2 separate regions of the Mus musculus genome follow, and region 2 is linked to region 1. Evidence: chromatin contacts called from public Hi-C data. All regions are on one chromosome and are shown on one strand. Each heading gives the region's core, a stretch centred on a gene start, on an enhancer-like site or on the middle of the called end of the contact. The rest is flanking DNA. Distances are from core to core; before and after follow the strand shown.

Region 1 (7,569 bases), core at 3,218-5,717:
GGCAAATGCAACTCACAGCATTAATCACAATATTTACAAATTCTCCACAAATTGAGTGGAATAAAACAAAATTAATCTTTTCCTAACAGAATATGAATGTCAGGATTTCTGTGCTACACTGTAAGTTCATGGTAAGCCTATTTAATATACTGTCCTTCTAAATATGTATTATATGCATTTATATTTATACTTCTAATCCTCCCTTCAATATGGAGGCTTAAGTGGTTTTATTCACGCTAAGCAAATACACTACATTTCAAATTTCTCATGTTTCTGAGCAGCTGCCATATCTTGGCTTAGAAAAAAATAAGTGTTTTAAATATGTCTGGTTCCTCCATGACGCTGGAGAAAGAGCAGCAGGACTCAGGGGATAAGGAGGGGAAAGCAAGGTAGAAGTTAGGGCATAAAGAACAGTGGCAGAGGAGAAAATTAAAAAAAAAAAAAAAAAAAAAAAAAAAGAAGAAGCTAGATATAATTGAACAACCCACGCTGTTTAGGGGCCTAACCAGAAAGGCTGGGTGATCCTAGTGTTTACCTTACAGACACTGCCAGAAGGGTCATGTCAGAACTGAACTATGAAGAGTTTTGGAGACTTGGTGCTTGTAGGAAAAAGTAGTGTGGATACTGCCTAGATGTTGCCACTCCCTCTAGACACCAGCTAGAGACAGGTTATAAATGCAGCTGAGGGCACGTGGGTCAGGAAACAGGCCTTCAGGAGTGGCCTGGGGATTAGTCCTTTGATCCATCTGTTCTAGGATCCTAGATAACCCCGAAGTTATGGGAAGGCAGTATGGAAGGCAGGGAAGGAAGCAGAAAAGGTCTCTCTCTGGATACAATGCCCACTGGCTCAGAAAGTCCCAGGACAGCCAAACACTAGGCACGCTATGAACTGAATCCGGAGGTGCCAGCACCCCCCTCGAGGGGCACCCCACAAGCTCCACCTGGAAGGGTCCATGCAACCTGTAGGAGCAGGAACAAGAAATGGAACCACCCCCCCTATCTGGAATCAGAAAGAAATATCCTGCCGCGAGGTCCCCTCTACCACTTGCTGTTCCGGATCGGGTCAGAGGGCAACATGTCCTGTGAAAACCCAAAAGCCATGATTCGAGTAAGTCAGTCAAATTCTTCTTGGTCAGCTGCCACCAGCCTCCTCGGTTAAGGTCCATTCTTCTCCAGAGGCCTGGGAAAGTGGAGAGGGCCCAAAACGTCCTGCCCTGCACTGTATTTAAAAGTTCCCTTTGCCCTTAGGTGCTTGCTCAAAGTATTGAAAGCATTGAGCACAGAGCATGCAACTGGTCTGTTTTTGTTTTTTTAAGCGAAAAGAGTCTCCAGGGAACTTTCCCTTTAGTAAAGAAACTAAGAACTGATCCGAGTTAGGGAAAAGGAAGGGGGCGGGGTGGGGGTGGGGTGGGGAGGCCTGTAAGGAAAACTTCTAGCCGATCCTGCAGGTCAGAGGGAAGCCTTTAAGTTTTAGGGCTTCAAGAGCAAGGCTGTAGGCTAAGACCACCTCAACCAGGCTGCTCTCATAAAGGCCTCAGGCCAGTGGCCTGTGTAAGGGCCTGTGCTTGGGGGTTGCCTTTGCGTTCCAGTCCCAGATGCGCCGATAAATCAGTCAAGTGATTACTGAATGTAAACTCAGGTTACCTAAGTGTCCTCCGAGGAGTAATATTTCCCATCATATAAATCTCGACTACACTCGCCCTCCACATTAGCCGGGCGCGATCGCGCGTTCTACAGGACCAACAGGGCCCATGCCTCTATGGCCCAACGCCTCAGCCTCCTTCACCAGACCCACGGATCCCCGACGTGGGGCAGAATAAGAGGAGGAACCTCATGGAGTTAAGAGTTCTCCCCAAGTTCCACAGAGGTCTTACAGATCCGGGGAAAGCACCCTCTCTGGGGTCTAGAACCTTCTTTTAAAAGACAGAAGCCAACTTCTCCAGTGCCCAACACAATGTAACTAAAGCCTGTGGACCGTGTGTGAGTCGGTGCGTGAAGATATGTAAATGAAGTGTTGAGTGAGGACAAATGTGCAAGGGAGGTCGTGGTGTCACACGAGTGTGTGCACGAGGTCAGGAATGTATGAATTAGTATGAGAGTGTATGTCAGACCTCGAGTGAAAAGCTAGAGTTTCCTAGGGTCCCAGGTCTCTCCCTCAGACCTTCCTCAACCGGCCCCAGGACCTCTCTTCACGGGTGAGGCCGCTCTGACCAGCCTACAAAACATAGCCAAACCCATGCGCCCCTCCCACGCTGTATCTCGGCAACGCGGCGGTCCAGCAAGGCCCGCGTCCCGTGGAAGAAGGGAGGTGCTACCGGGTGACGGTAGCCAAGGTTCCCTTCCCCAAGGCCCTCCGGACCTCCCGGGGCTCGGGGCGTGGGGACTGCGGACCGTCCTGAGTGCCTTGATGCTGCTGTTGCTGTTCCCGGCAGGGCGGCGGCGGCTGGAGCGCGTTGCGGGTCCCGGCCGAGGGGCTGCGGGCACGCTGGAGACTCCGCCGAAAGGGAGGCCAGCGCGGGGCCCGTGTGTGTTATTGAATTACTTATTCATAGAAAAAAAAAGGGGGGGGGAGGGAGAAGAAGAAAAAAAAAGAAGTCACATGTCCGGGTCATACGTCTGCGGAGAAGTAGCAGAAGGAGGGAAAAATGAAAGCGAACAGAAGGCGAGGCGGTGGCGGCGGCGGCCGGGGACAGACACCCACCTGTATGAGTGCGCTTGTGGATCTTGAGGTTCTCGGAGCGCGCGAAGACCTTGCCGCAGCCCGGGAACGGGCAGGGGAAGGGCTTCTCGCCGGTGTGCACGCGGATGTGGTTGATGAGCTTGTACTTGGCCTTGAAGGGCTTGCCCTCGCGCGGACAGTCCTCCCAAAAGCAGACGTGGCTGCTCTGTTCCGGGCCGCCCACGTGCTCCACTGTGACGTGGTTCACCAGCTCGTGCATGGTGCCGAAAGTTTTGGAGCAGGGCTTGACGCCGCTGTCCGCGGACGCCGGCGGACCGGCCAGCTCCTCTGGGTCCAGCCACTTGCAGATGAGCTCCCGCTTGATTGGCTGCCGCATGTAGCGCAGGAAGGCCCCGGCCGCCCCCGGGAGGTGGGGGTGGTGCGGGTGCGGCGCGGGCGCCGGCGGTGGCGCCGGGGGCGGCGCGTGGTGTTGCAGGTGGGGCCCGGGCCCCGCGGCCGCTGCGGCCGCCGCTGCCGCAGCCAGGTTCAGGTTTAAGTTCACGGCTCCGTAGCCGTGCAGGGCGGCGGCCGCGGCGGCCGCCACCGCCCCATAGTGCGCGTCCCCTGAGCGCGGAGCGAAGGGTGGTTCGGCGCGGCCGTAAAGCTCGGCCGCAGCCGCCGCGGCGGCCGCCAGCCCAAGGCGCATCTGGCCGTTTAGCGGGTGGCCACCGGGAGCCCCGGGAGAGTCGTGCAGCGCGGGAAAGAGCGCGGAGCCGCCGCCGTCCCGGCCCGCGTAGGTGCCGCTGGCCGAGATGAACATCCCGGCCGGGTGGGGAGGTGGGGTCGGGTGCTGGGGGGAGCTGCTGCCGGACCGCTGCTCCCCTCCGAGCGGGGCCCCGTGCATGGCCGCCGCGGGGGCCGTGGCGGAAAGGTCCCTCCGGAGGACGAAGTCCCTGCTGTGGCCTTTGCCGCTGCTGCTGCCGCCGCCACTGTTGGTGGCAGTGTAGCCCGAGAGGGCAGGAGGAGGAGGAGGCGGGGGAGGGGGAGAGGAGGACTGGGAGGGAGGAAGAGGAGGGGCTGGAGGCGGGGGCGCCGAGGCCTGCGCGCCACTGCTGCCCCCGCCGTCGGGGTGGGTGCGGGCGCCTGGGTGAGTCCCTGAGGCCACGGAGCGGGCGGCTGGTGCGGGAACCTGGGACAGCCCGGGGAGCCCCTGGGAAGGAGGACAGGGGCCCTGCCCGCTGGCCTGTGCCATGTGCTCGGGTCCGAGCGCAGTGCTGGCTACGCCGGGGTCAGTGCCTAGGTCCCGCGGGTGGAGGTGCATGGCGACCGCGCGGCGTTGGGAGTGGGCGGGCGGGCCGACCAGCACCGGGAAGCCTGTCATATTCTGAAGCTGTTGGGCCTGAGCCGTTGCCAAATCCGCTAATCTCAGCGCTGGCGGGTTCCTCTTGCTCAAAGGGGGCTCCATCATAACTATACAATCAGGCCCATGGACCCTCACTGGGGGGACTTTTTCCCCCTCTGCCCGCCTTCAAAAACATGTATATATTAGGGGCTCTTTAACTTCTTGTGTCCGGGCCTCCTAGCTGCTTATTCTTGTCCCCACTCTATCCTCCAGCGATTGGCAGAGTGAACACCACATTTGAGCTGCACAGTGGGACCGAGTTTTTGGAAATGGCACGGGTGGGATTGGAGGGAGCCGTGTGATTGGCAGCTGCCTCGGCTGCGCGATTGGCTCTGGTTCAGGCTCTGGGCCCAGCGGGAAACCGCCCCCGTGTACCACACCGCCTGTGCTTTCACTTCGTGCCCCCTCTTCCCCTGGAGCTCTGCATCCCGGCTTCCCCTGAGATGCCTAAGTTTCCCTTGCAGAAAGTTTGCACTTGGCCGCCGGGCTCAGTCCCCTTCGAATGCCAGTCTCCGGGTCGACCTGCCTGGCGCAGAGCGTCTGCTAGCTCCGTGCCAAAGTGGACGGGAATGAGAGAGGTCATGGGACCTCCCCACCAGGGGTAAAGCGAGGGGGCAGGGGTTGGGGGGGGGGGTGGTGGAAGAAGATGAAGAACTCACTTGAACTCTTTCTACTTCTTCTCTTGGATAATCTCTGGATGCATCTGCACTGAATGACCATCGCATTTGTAGCGGTGCCAAAAACTTATCAAATGGACTCTGTCTGTCCCTGGGCCCACGTGGAGTGCAGACTGTAGGTGTAATAAGGACAATTATTAAACTATATTGGTCACAAAACAATTTGATGGAGCGCGGCAAACTACCAAAGTCAAAATAATATATAATAAATCTTTCCCCAAAGGAACAGTCTTGCTTAGACTTTTTAGCTCATGGATTCGACATGGTTCAGAGGACCTAACCTCACACTACGAGTGGGTTCTAGATCTGCTACTCCCAATTAGAGCTCACGGAGGAGGAGGTGGGCGGGGTGGGGTGCGGTTCGAACTTTTGCCTCTCAGAGAGATACAGTGTCAGGGAAGGCCCAATGGCTACTCTCCTAAGTGTAAGCCTTTAAATAGGAGATGTCTTTTTAAGCAAAATTCCTCCTTGCCCAGAACGCATGCCACATATGTGCCTCGGTTTCTCTGAAAGGACCACAAGCTAGAATAGACCAAATACAATAGTTAAAAAATAAGTATCTAGTCTTTATTTATTAATAAAATAAACTTCCTCCTTAAACTGAAATGCCATGCTTGAAAATCATTTAAAAACTAGGATCCTATGGCCCAGGTTTTTGAATGCTGTCCCTGAGACCTCATTGATTCGGAATTTCAATCTCCCAAAGTGTCCTCTGTTGTTTAAAAATAAAATATTCTTAATCTTGTGATGTTCTAAAATGCTCAAATTCGAGCAAAAATATTTTTGCTACCTTCAATTAAATTATAAAGTAGCAATAGGAGTCGGATGTGACCCCATACACATCTGGAGGTGGAGTATGGGGTGAGTGGAAGGGGGGGGACAGGAACGCAAGATACCATACTTAAGCTTAATTCATTTGCAGTACGAAAGATCAACCACCCCCAAAGCTGTCATCAGATCATAGTCCTCAAAAGAAATAAGTATTATTTCAAAAGAGTTGATTTGCGAGTGCCATTGACATCGGTGTGAGCCATCTGCAGAAAGTAGTCTCCCTATGAACCTTGGGAATGCCATTTCTCTTATAAAGCTGACAAGCAAACAAAGACAATCATGCCATCACATTCCAAATGCCTTTTTCTTTTATTGTAAGTGAAGTTAAAATCTAGGGAAAATGCAAAGGGCATAAGTAGAAAGACACACACACACACACACACACACACACACACACACACACGCAGTGTCAGTGATCAAATCCACATCTATATTTGGGAAGGAGAATTCTTTGATGATAACTTGTTTGGGAGATTTAAACATCTCGAGCCAGACATAGGAAGGTTGGTGGAGCACAGTACCATCTGCATAGATAGTATATAAAGGGAGTGTCATGTTGGGAATTACTACCACTGTCTTCGTTTCCTTGAAGGACATTTCAAATGATTTTCCTTTATTCCAACCTCTTGGCAATGAACATCCATGTCAGCAGTAATGGCAGTTCTGAGTTCACTCCTGCAGGTTATCAGCAAAAACAAAACAAACCCAAAAAGTGAATAAAGAAAATAAGTGCAACCTAGTTTATAATATAGACCATTTGAGCAATTTTATTGTGCAATAAAATGGGTACCTTCAGCCCCTTCAAAATAGCTTTTTGTCAAAATTATAACTGCTTTGTTTTATTGAATTGCTGAAATGTAATGGCTTAATGGGTGGAGGCATGAAGGAAAGGCTGTAAAAAATGTGAATAATGCTACAGCAGGGCTGTGTGGAATCTGGAACCCGCCTCCTTGTACAACTCTTGTTAAACACAGCATGATATGTATCTGTCATCGATTTAATATGTCTTAATTCAAATATAGCTCCCTAATCAATTTCTTTTTATGGGAGCCTTAAAAAGAAAGAAAAGAAAGAAAGAAATTACTTTCTTAGAAAATAACAGAGATTTGGGTGGGTGACTAGAAAGGGAATATTTACAAAGTGAGTTGAATGAATATTCAAATTCATGACCAAACCCAGACCCTAAAAAGATAATTGACTCAGGTAAATCGACTTGAGATGCTAATTCTTAAAAGAAAGGGCTGGGGAGCAAAATTTCAATCACCACCAATAAGGCGCCAATAAACCGCCTGCCAATTAAACCTGAGAATAGGCCTAGCTACTTGGTCATCAGGAAGGCTCACTGTGGATTTCCGGAATTGCCTTGCTTTATAAAAGGGCTTTTTATTTTGTAGACGCCCTTTTTGTTATTGTGATGACCTGCCTGACCCCAGGTGCGCTGTTTCTTTTTCCAGCTGTTTGGGAGCCAGCCGAAACGCACTTAAATCCCGACTTTCTAAGGACACGATAACTGTCTTAGACACTTCCTAAAAAAACAACAATTTCCAGAGCGTTGAAGTGAATAATGTACTGGTTTCCAAAGCAGGGAGTGATAGATGTATTCATGCAAATTCTGTCCTTTTCTGTGGAACTAGCCTATTCTGATGGTGGAACTGGTCTTTAGGACCACTTTCCCAAACCTGTGCCCTAATCTGCACTTTGTGCTGTAGAGGCCCTTGTATGAAGGCAGAGCAAACCTTGGAAATATCGGTGCTGGAGGCAACAAGAGCTTTGGGGCCCGTGGATTTACAGACCTCACGTTTGCTCTAGGAACCCCAACATCTTTTCAGCTCCCCAAACAAAGACGCGGGGAGGTGGAAGGCACAGACAATCCCCAGTTGGCTAGAACCCGATAGCCACGCTGCTGCTTAGCTTCCTAAAGGCCACAGAACTTGGTGCTCGGGGATTCTGAGGCTGGCTTCCCGCTGTCGGGAGGGAGGGCTGTGTCTCCCAGTTCCAGG
Region 2 (7,569 bases), core at 2,413-4,912, 290 kb after region 1:
TTGAGTTCCTGGCCTGACTTCCTTTGATGATGAACTGTGACATGGAAATGTAAGGCCAAACAAACCCTTTCATCCCCTCAACTTGCTTTTTGGTCATGGTGTTCTTCAAAACAATAGAAACCCTGACTGAGACAAGTTAGTACCAGGATTATGGGATATTGCTGTTACAGACATGACCATGTTGCATTTGGAAGGATTGTGGATGGACTTTGGAATTTAGGGCTAGAAAAGCCATTGAGTGTGGAGAGTTTAGTGGACTGTTCTATAGGAGCTTTGGAGACAAGAATGTTGAGAGCAGTGCATAAGATGGAAGCCTGGTTTGTGAAGTTTCAGAGGGAAGTTTAAAGACTCTGTTAGGGGCCACTTGCTATTTTGAATTAAGGTTTGGGGTTCTGATCAGCTGGGGCTGAGGAGTCAGCTGTTATCACCAAGAGACTAGCACTGCTGGTGTGAAATGTGTGCCTTACTGACATTGATGCTGGTCAGCTGGGACCTGAGAGATTAGCAATGATTAGGAATAGCCCAGCATCATCGGGGTGAAATCTTCTTGGAAGTGTTTCCTGAGATTCTGCAATAAGCTGTGTTTCAAGTGTGTCCTGGCTTCCTTTCAGTGATGGACAATGCTATGGAAGTGTAAGCCTAATAAACCCTTTCCTCCCAAGTTGCTTTTCATCATAGCAATAGTAACCCTAAGACATTTTGATATTTCAAATTTCTTCATACTCTAAACAATAAAAAGGACAAAGTAAATGTGTTAATCTAAAGGGTTTAAATGTGTATTTATGTGTTGTGAGCACATGTCTCTCATGGGACCCCTTGAGGGAGTTGGTCCTCTTCTTCCTACCTAGGAGGTCCTAGGGATTGAGCTCAGATCATCAGGTGTGGAATTAAGGATCTTTACTTGTTAAACTATCTCAGTGGCCTTGATGTTTTATGGTATTGGATTTTGTTTTTTAGAAAAAAAAAAACTAAAAGTTTTTGTCTTCCATAAAGAATGTGATTTCGGGGTTTGGAGTGCTTGCTGTGCAAAGCTGATAAACCTGAGTTTAATCTCTTATGCTATGGTGGGAAGAGGGAACTGATGCCTGAAAATTGCTTTGACTTCCACATGTGTATCCAGTACATGTGCACCCACACTCACACGATAATAATAAATAACAATTTAAAAAAGAACAGGATTTCCATTTTTTAAAAGTCAAATCTGGAGAATATTATATTCAAGCTAATTAGTTTTGATTGTACAAGTGGAAAAAAGTAACCAGCAAAGAAAATGCAGATTAATACTATATTTAGACATCAGAGCACCTGGAAAGTTACCAAAAAATTAATTGACAGAATTGGTCCCATGTGTAAAGACTTCATGTGAGAAGGAGAAAACCGCGTTCTTGTGACAGCTGGCTCATCTGAGTAAATCACCTGCTTATCTAGAGTTTTTTTCTGCAGCCCATTGTAGTAGAGAAAATGTATCTTTTTCTTCTACCCTTCTAAGCCTCAGCTGGGCCCCTGTAACAAAAGGCAAGTTAACAAGGGGGAAAACACATACATTTATATAAAAGCACTTGAGCCTGACACAGAAGATTTCATAATGAAGTGAAGAGACAAAGAAAAGTTCTAGACTGACTTTAAGTCATGAGGCATGGGGACTGCAAGAGGATGAGCTGTTTAAACTAAGGGTGGTAGATGGGGGCAGTAAGCAGCGCTTCCAACAGAAGGATGCTCTTGCCTCTCTGCAGTGAGGAAACTCTCTCCCGACTTGCTTCAGGGAAGGTCAGAGAGTCTTTCCGGCACCTGTGATTTCTCTAATTCCTAAAGCTTAAAATATTCCATATGCCAAGGTGCATATTTTGGTGTAGCTTATGTCTACCCCTTTGGCTATAGAGCGAGCTTCCCAAACTTCTAGAAGCTGTTACAGCTGCTTGTGCTTATGTATGTATTGTGTATTTGGTTAATTTAGTTACAAAATGTATTTAACAACATTGATAATCAGGACATTTAAAACCTGCAATCCATACATGCTGGATTGGTACATCAGGCTTATAACTTTGACTTTAGGAGGCCGCTGTGAACTTTGTTTCATTCAGCTACTTTAATTTTCACACTTCACTTTTTAGTGAAGTTTTTCAAAGGTTTTACTGCTTTGCTATGCTGGAGCCCACGTCTTGTGCTAAGCAGGCACTCTCCCCTGCAACTGGACCTTCATCCTCTTTGTGTTTCTTATGCCAGACTGTACCTGGCTGGCACTCGTGGGAATCGAATGCACAAGTTGATTGCAAGCTGTACTTTTTGAGTGCTGGTGTGTTCCCTTTTTGTATAATAGGGTAACTTCTCTTACCAAGTGTGAAGTATTTGGTGTATATTGCAGACAGTGTTGAAGTAATGACATCAGCAAACCATCTGCCCTACTCTTTGCTATGCTTCGCCTTTCTCTCTGTGCTAGAGGTGTGTGCTTGTGTGTAGGCTTTCATCCTGTACTGGAAAGTTCCCTTTGAGTTGGCTTTAATTTATTCATATGTCATGGGATGCCTCAAATTTGGAGAGTAGGGGAAAGTGGCAAAGAAATTTTTAGTTGTGTTAGAAACCAAGCTTTATTTGAAACTAAGCTGTGCCTCCCTGAATCCACTTTTGAAGAAAAGCACCACAGGATGTATGCAGACCTGACCAGAATCTAGCTTCTATAGGCCAGTTCTTCACTTGAAAGAGCACACAAGGGCAGGAAGGTGGCCCAGTGATGTGCTCATGATGACTGAGTGAGTGCAATCCCAGAAACCAGGCTCTCTTGCTGGTGAAGCCTTGCCAGTCATCTGTCTACTCGTCTGTCTACTCATCTGTCCATTCAACTGTCCACCCACCCATTTCTCCTTTCCCTGTTGTGCTAGAGTTTGAATTCAGCTTCTGGCATGTATTAGGCGAGTTCTTGGCCTCTGAGCCCGACAGCTGACTTTTAGCTGCTGTATGGATGGCATTGGTTTATCTCTCTATCTACACCTTATGTGGGAGGGTGGGTTGGAATTTTTTTCTACTTTGTGGCCTTGTCCATCTACTGTTGGTCTTTATGTAAAAATGTGATTGCCCCATCTGACCACATGTGCCTGCCACGACGAGTGATGAGGTTAGGAGAAGCCTCAGGGGCAAAATATTAAGAGTACTTAAATCTTTTGGGACAATGTTCTAAATTCTCACCACAAGTTTCTCTTACTACTTCATAGCCTGAGTAAAGGCTGTTAAGTAGAATATTTTTGTTAAAGATGATTTTGAAGTTCTTATCTCCTTCTGCTGGCTTTCATCAACTACCAGAGTCTTTACATCAAAATCCTGGTTTGGTGGTTCAGAAAAAAGTTAAATATGCTATCATGTCAGTTCTTGAGGTTTTAGCCACACACTATCAAGTGTGTACAGCACTTTAAATGCTGGCTTCCCATCTTCCTCCAGAGGCCTTCCAGAAGCGTTGTTAAGTGGGCCCGGGGGCTAGCACGGGATTCCCAGTGGTGATGAGTGGGAATGTCTTGCCCTCGCTGATTCAGTGATGAGGTAGTTTTGAATCTTGGCATGACTCTTTCAGCTCTTGGAATTCCATAAAAACAACATCATCGTCATGGAGCCTCAATGTGCAGCAGCTGCACTGAGTGTTTTGATGTCTTCGCAGAAGGCGGACAAGGGCTTCTCTTTGAAATGTGTGAGGCGACTTGAGATGCCGCTGCGCACATGGAGTTAATTAGTCCTTCCTGGGACTGGATGTCCGCTTGTTGCAGCTGAATTCTCATTCCACTCACCCATAACTAGAAACACCTCGCTTCAAACGGGTTTCTTCAAAGAAAGAGGGGTTTCGGGTTCTATGTTTTACAGCTTTTTGATGTTGGTTTCCCTTTAACTGAGAGGACCTCATGTTTATACAACTGTTATTATTAAGCAAACATAGCTGGCCCCACCAAGGCTCCTTTTGTACCAGGCTGGTTAGGCTGGCCATCCGAGATGAGATGTGTGGAATAGATCTTGCTTCTCAGACCCCCACAGCAGCTGTGCCTTTCCAGATTTTGCTTGTGAGTGAACTGAAAAGATGGCACTAACCTGTGCATAAGGCCTGTGTGAGTGCCCATATGAGGTTACACCCAGAACCTGGAAATGGGACCAGTGTTAATCACAAAACAAAGCCAATTTTGTTACAGTGCAGGTGATGCTTGCTCTGGCTTATTTTACCCATGCTACAGGTCATGGCATTTTCCTCAGTAAACATCTTAAAAAAGAGATGCTCTTCACAGTACATTATGACTTTAAAGTGTGCTGAGCTAGTACTTTTGAAATTAGCTGCAAACTGTCACATTTCAATAGAATAGCTCGCTCCTTGCACTTACCCCCAATAATGTTTTCTTCTCTCTTCTGTGTACTTCCCCCACCTTAGCATCTTTTCTCCGTCCACATCCCAGTTACATCTCTGAGGGCTGTGACATTCTCTAGGACTGTACTCGTACATTCACTCTGCTCTGATGGGAAAGCTCGGGGGCCTCAGAGGCTTTCCATCCAGGAGCGCGTGGTTTGCATTTCAGATCTTCTTGGTGCTAACATCCAAGAAGCTTTTTTATAAAAAAGCTCAAAAGTTACCTTTATGTTGCATATTACCTTGGCCTTTAAGGAAATATAAAATCAGCTTTGGCTGTTGAAGTTTACTAGTGTTCCAGTGCCACAGGTCACAGACCATTCTTGGGTCTTGTTTCCATCCAAGAATCTGTGGTCTCAGGCAACCTGAGGTTCCTGCCTTGGATCTCAGCCATAACTGATCTTTCCCATCTCCCCACCAGCTGCCATGCTGCATAATTGTGGCAGTTTATTTGACTCAATGATCAGAAATACCTGTCAGTTAAAACAGTCAAGGAAAGCTTAAACTAAAAGAGTATGTTGAACGATGACACCATCTAGGGCTATAATGGATGGAGCCAGGCCATAAGTTGGTCATTGAGCTTTCTATTCTTGATCACTTGTTTTATGAATTGTGGCTGTTGGGTGGAACTCCTAGTGTTAGGAGAATGATAGACGTGACACAGAAATATTTTATTACATTTATATAAATGTACTCACTTTGAAAAATCACAGGTATGGTGTCCTTTTAATGTTTTTGCCTTTACAACAGTAGTACATGGTTCCGTAATTTTCTTTATTTGTTGGCAATGCTCTAAAAATCTTGGGAGAAATGCAAAATATCAAGAGTCAGAATGTTAGTGAGCTGTCTTTTATGTCAATTTGCAAGACAGCTTGTTAGGGAACTATTTCTATCTGGTGAAGTTAATATGCAGTACATCACAGTGGTCACGTTTTTTATTATGCAAACAGAGCAGACTTGTTGACATCCCACAAGTCAAATATAAGGACATAGGCCATCATATTCCATCCTCCATTTTTTTTTCCAACTTAGTAACTGCTGATCGGAGCTAGGTTAATTTTTTCTAACCAAGTTCAGCGTGGGGCCAGGTAAGGGATGGCAGAGAAACAAGTTTATACTGTTTTGAAAACAACACTCTTTGAAGATAGTGAAACTTCCTCTGTTTCTGACAATTATGTGACTGTAAGAGGAGGCCATTTAATTCCCCTGAGCTACAGCCACATTAGTGTATTAGTGTATTATGCAATGGTAGACAGGAAGACAAAAAGGGGCACGAGACAGAGACGAACTTAGATTTAAAGCCTGAGCCAGGATGGGTGGGCTGTGGAAGCCAACAGGGTCAAGGTATTTCCTGGTTTTCCTCATCTATAAAATTGAGATAATATCTTCTAGGGTTTTTGTAAAACTCAAATGAGGTAAGGTATGTAAAGACCCCAATAGAGTGGTGTGTGTGTGTGTGTGTGTGTGTGTGTGTGTGTGTGGTAGGAATTTAACACTGTTCCTGTTTCACCTTACCTATGTAAATTACACATACTAGTTTGTTTTTTTACATAATCCAATAAACTTTATACTCTGCAAGCAGATCTCTTCCCATTTGCAAACAACATGTGAATAATTTGTATAAACAGATAAACACACAAACATTGACAAGACTTGTCAGTGTTAATTACTAGTCTGGATTCTAAAATTCTGTTAATTCATTTTTCATATGAAACCCTTGTTGAGGCTGTAACACAATAGCTCAAAGGTACATCTAGAAGTAGTTTTCATGTCTCTGTGATTTGGGTAAGTTTTGTTTAATAAGACTAGTGAAGCCATCACAGACTTCTGTTCTCTTCCGTTTCTGTGGCTCTGGGACCCTTCTAGTACTTAAGTTAAAGTCTGAAGTTCCATTTTTACCTATTGTGGGTGCACCTATGCTATCATGGTGCCAGACTAAGTACTGCTCTTGGACAGTTTGCTCCAGTATCCACCCACCTTTGCTGATTCCACAGCCACTTTCCCAGGTATCTTGTTCATATATTCTCTTCTTCATGGCTGTCCTACAGCCACTTTCAGAGTGACCTTTCTTTGCATTGCAATATCCACCCCACCATGTTTTTCTCCTGCCCCACTTATCACCAACAGGAGTCTCTGACCTCCTAAGGTGACCACTTCAATTGGAATCTTGAGCAATTTTTAACTGTGCTGTGCCGCATAGCCTTAGATTCTCGCTTATGAAACCCGATTCATGATCTCTCTGTTGTAGGATGCTCTGAGGAGTCAATGAGTGGGATGTGTATTAGATGCCTGGTTAACACTCCTTTTCTTTCTTTTAGAGCCATTTCTTTGAACAAGTGACACAATTTAAATAGCTGGAAATAAAAACAAAGGGCACTCATAGTCTAGATATTACCAGAATTGAAATTTCTGTTTTGATTCAATGAATGTTTCCTTCCTAAGGGAGGATGTTATAAAAGAAATCATGGTGTTTAAACTTTAATAGAAGGTAGACACTGCTAAATATTAAAGTTCTGTGAGCACAGCCTGTTCCCTGTGTGTTCTTGGGGTCTTACTTGTTATGTCTGCTCACAGAGACTCGGCTTACATTGCTGTTGCTCCACTTGATCAATCGAGTTTTTAGATTAAAAACTGTTTGTTGTGTTTATATGTGTGATACAGCTCTCATATGGAGTATGTATAAGGAGCCAGAGGGAGAGTATAAGCATAGCACAATCTCGTGTCATAAATAAAGCAAGACTTGTTGAGTAACGATCAAACTCATTCAGTTGGACAAAAACTACTCTGTTTATTCTTAATCTAGTGGCAGTGACTTACAGCTGCTATGCATATCCCCTTATTCTAGTTCAGCATAAGTAATAGAAGGGCTGGGTTTAGTGCCTCTATGATCAGATCTGAAAGAAACTTGGAGGAATTTGTGATTTTGTTTTCAGGATGCTACTGAAAACACCAAGGAAGTGTGAGAGCTGCTTGTGGTTGGTGATGTGGGTGGTAGTGGGTGCTACTTGTATTTGTTCACCACAGACTAGAAACAGCCTATTCATTCTCATTCCACACAACTGGTTTGGGTCCATTCATTGACATTTTAACCAAAAGTTGCATCCAAGTCTAATCTTGTAGTTTTATGTACCACATATGTTCTAAATGTTTGATAGGCAAAGTACTTCCTACACACAATACATTGAAAACTTTATCTC

The links. Hi-C and Micro-C count contacts between places; a contact is called where the count stands out from the background.
Region 2: a contact with region 1 is called in a Hi-C map of muscle stem cells, with 1.9 times the contacts expected there. The contact joins the enhancer-like site here to the promoter of Zic5 in region 1. A contact is called at or near these places in 6 of 39 promoter capture datasets (the 3T3-L1 cell line, the HPC-7 cell line, cranial neural crest and 2 more) and 1 of 484 Hi-C or Micro-C datasets (muscle stem cells).

What each region holds. Positions count from the first base shown.
Region 1 is chr14:122,461,191-122,468,759 of GRCm38.p6, forward strand. Zic5 (zinc finger protein of the cerebellum 5) reads right to left here and starts at 4,468. Exons shown (of 2, transcript NM_022987.3): 1 at 2,702-4,468. The coding sequence starts at 4,127.
Region 2 is chr14:122,752,114-122,759,682 of GRCm38.p6, forward strand. The region is part of intron 19 of Pcca (propionyl-Coenzyme A carboxylase, alpha polypeptide); the gene reads left to right. It overlaps Gm46489 (a long non-coding RNA gene), which reads left to right. Exons shown (of 2, transcript XR_001781478.1): 2 at 1-968. Among named protein-coding and RNA genes, the nearest start is that of Gm46489, 6.9 kb to the left of the region's middle. Within about 2 kb of position 3,663, at least 18 of the 459 cell types and tissues checked have an H3K27ac peak or open chromatin away from gene starts, as enhancers often do. A contact at or near this core is called in muscle stem cells, where this site is marked.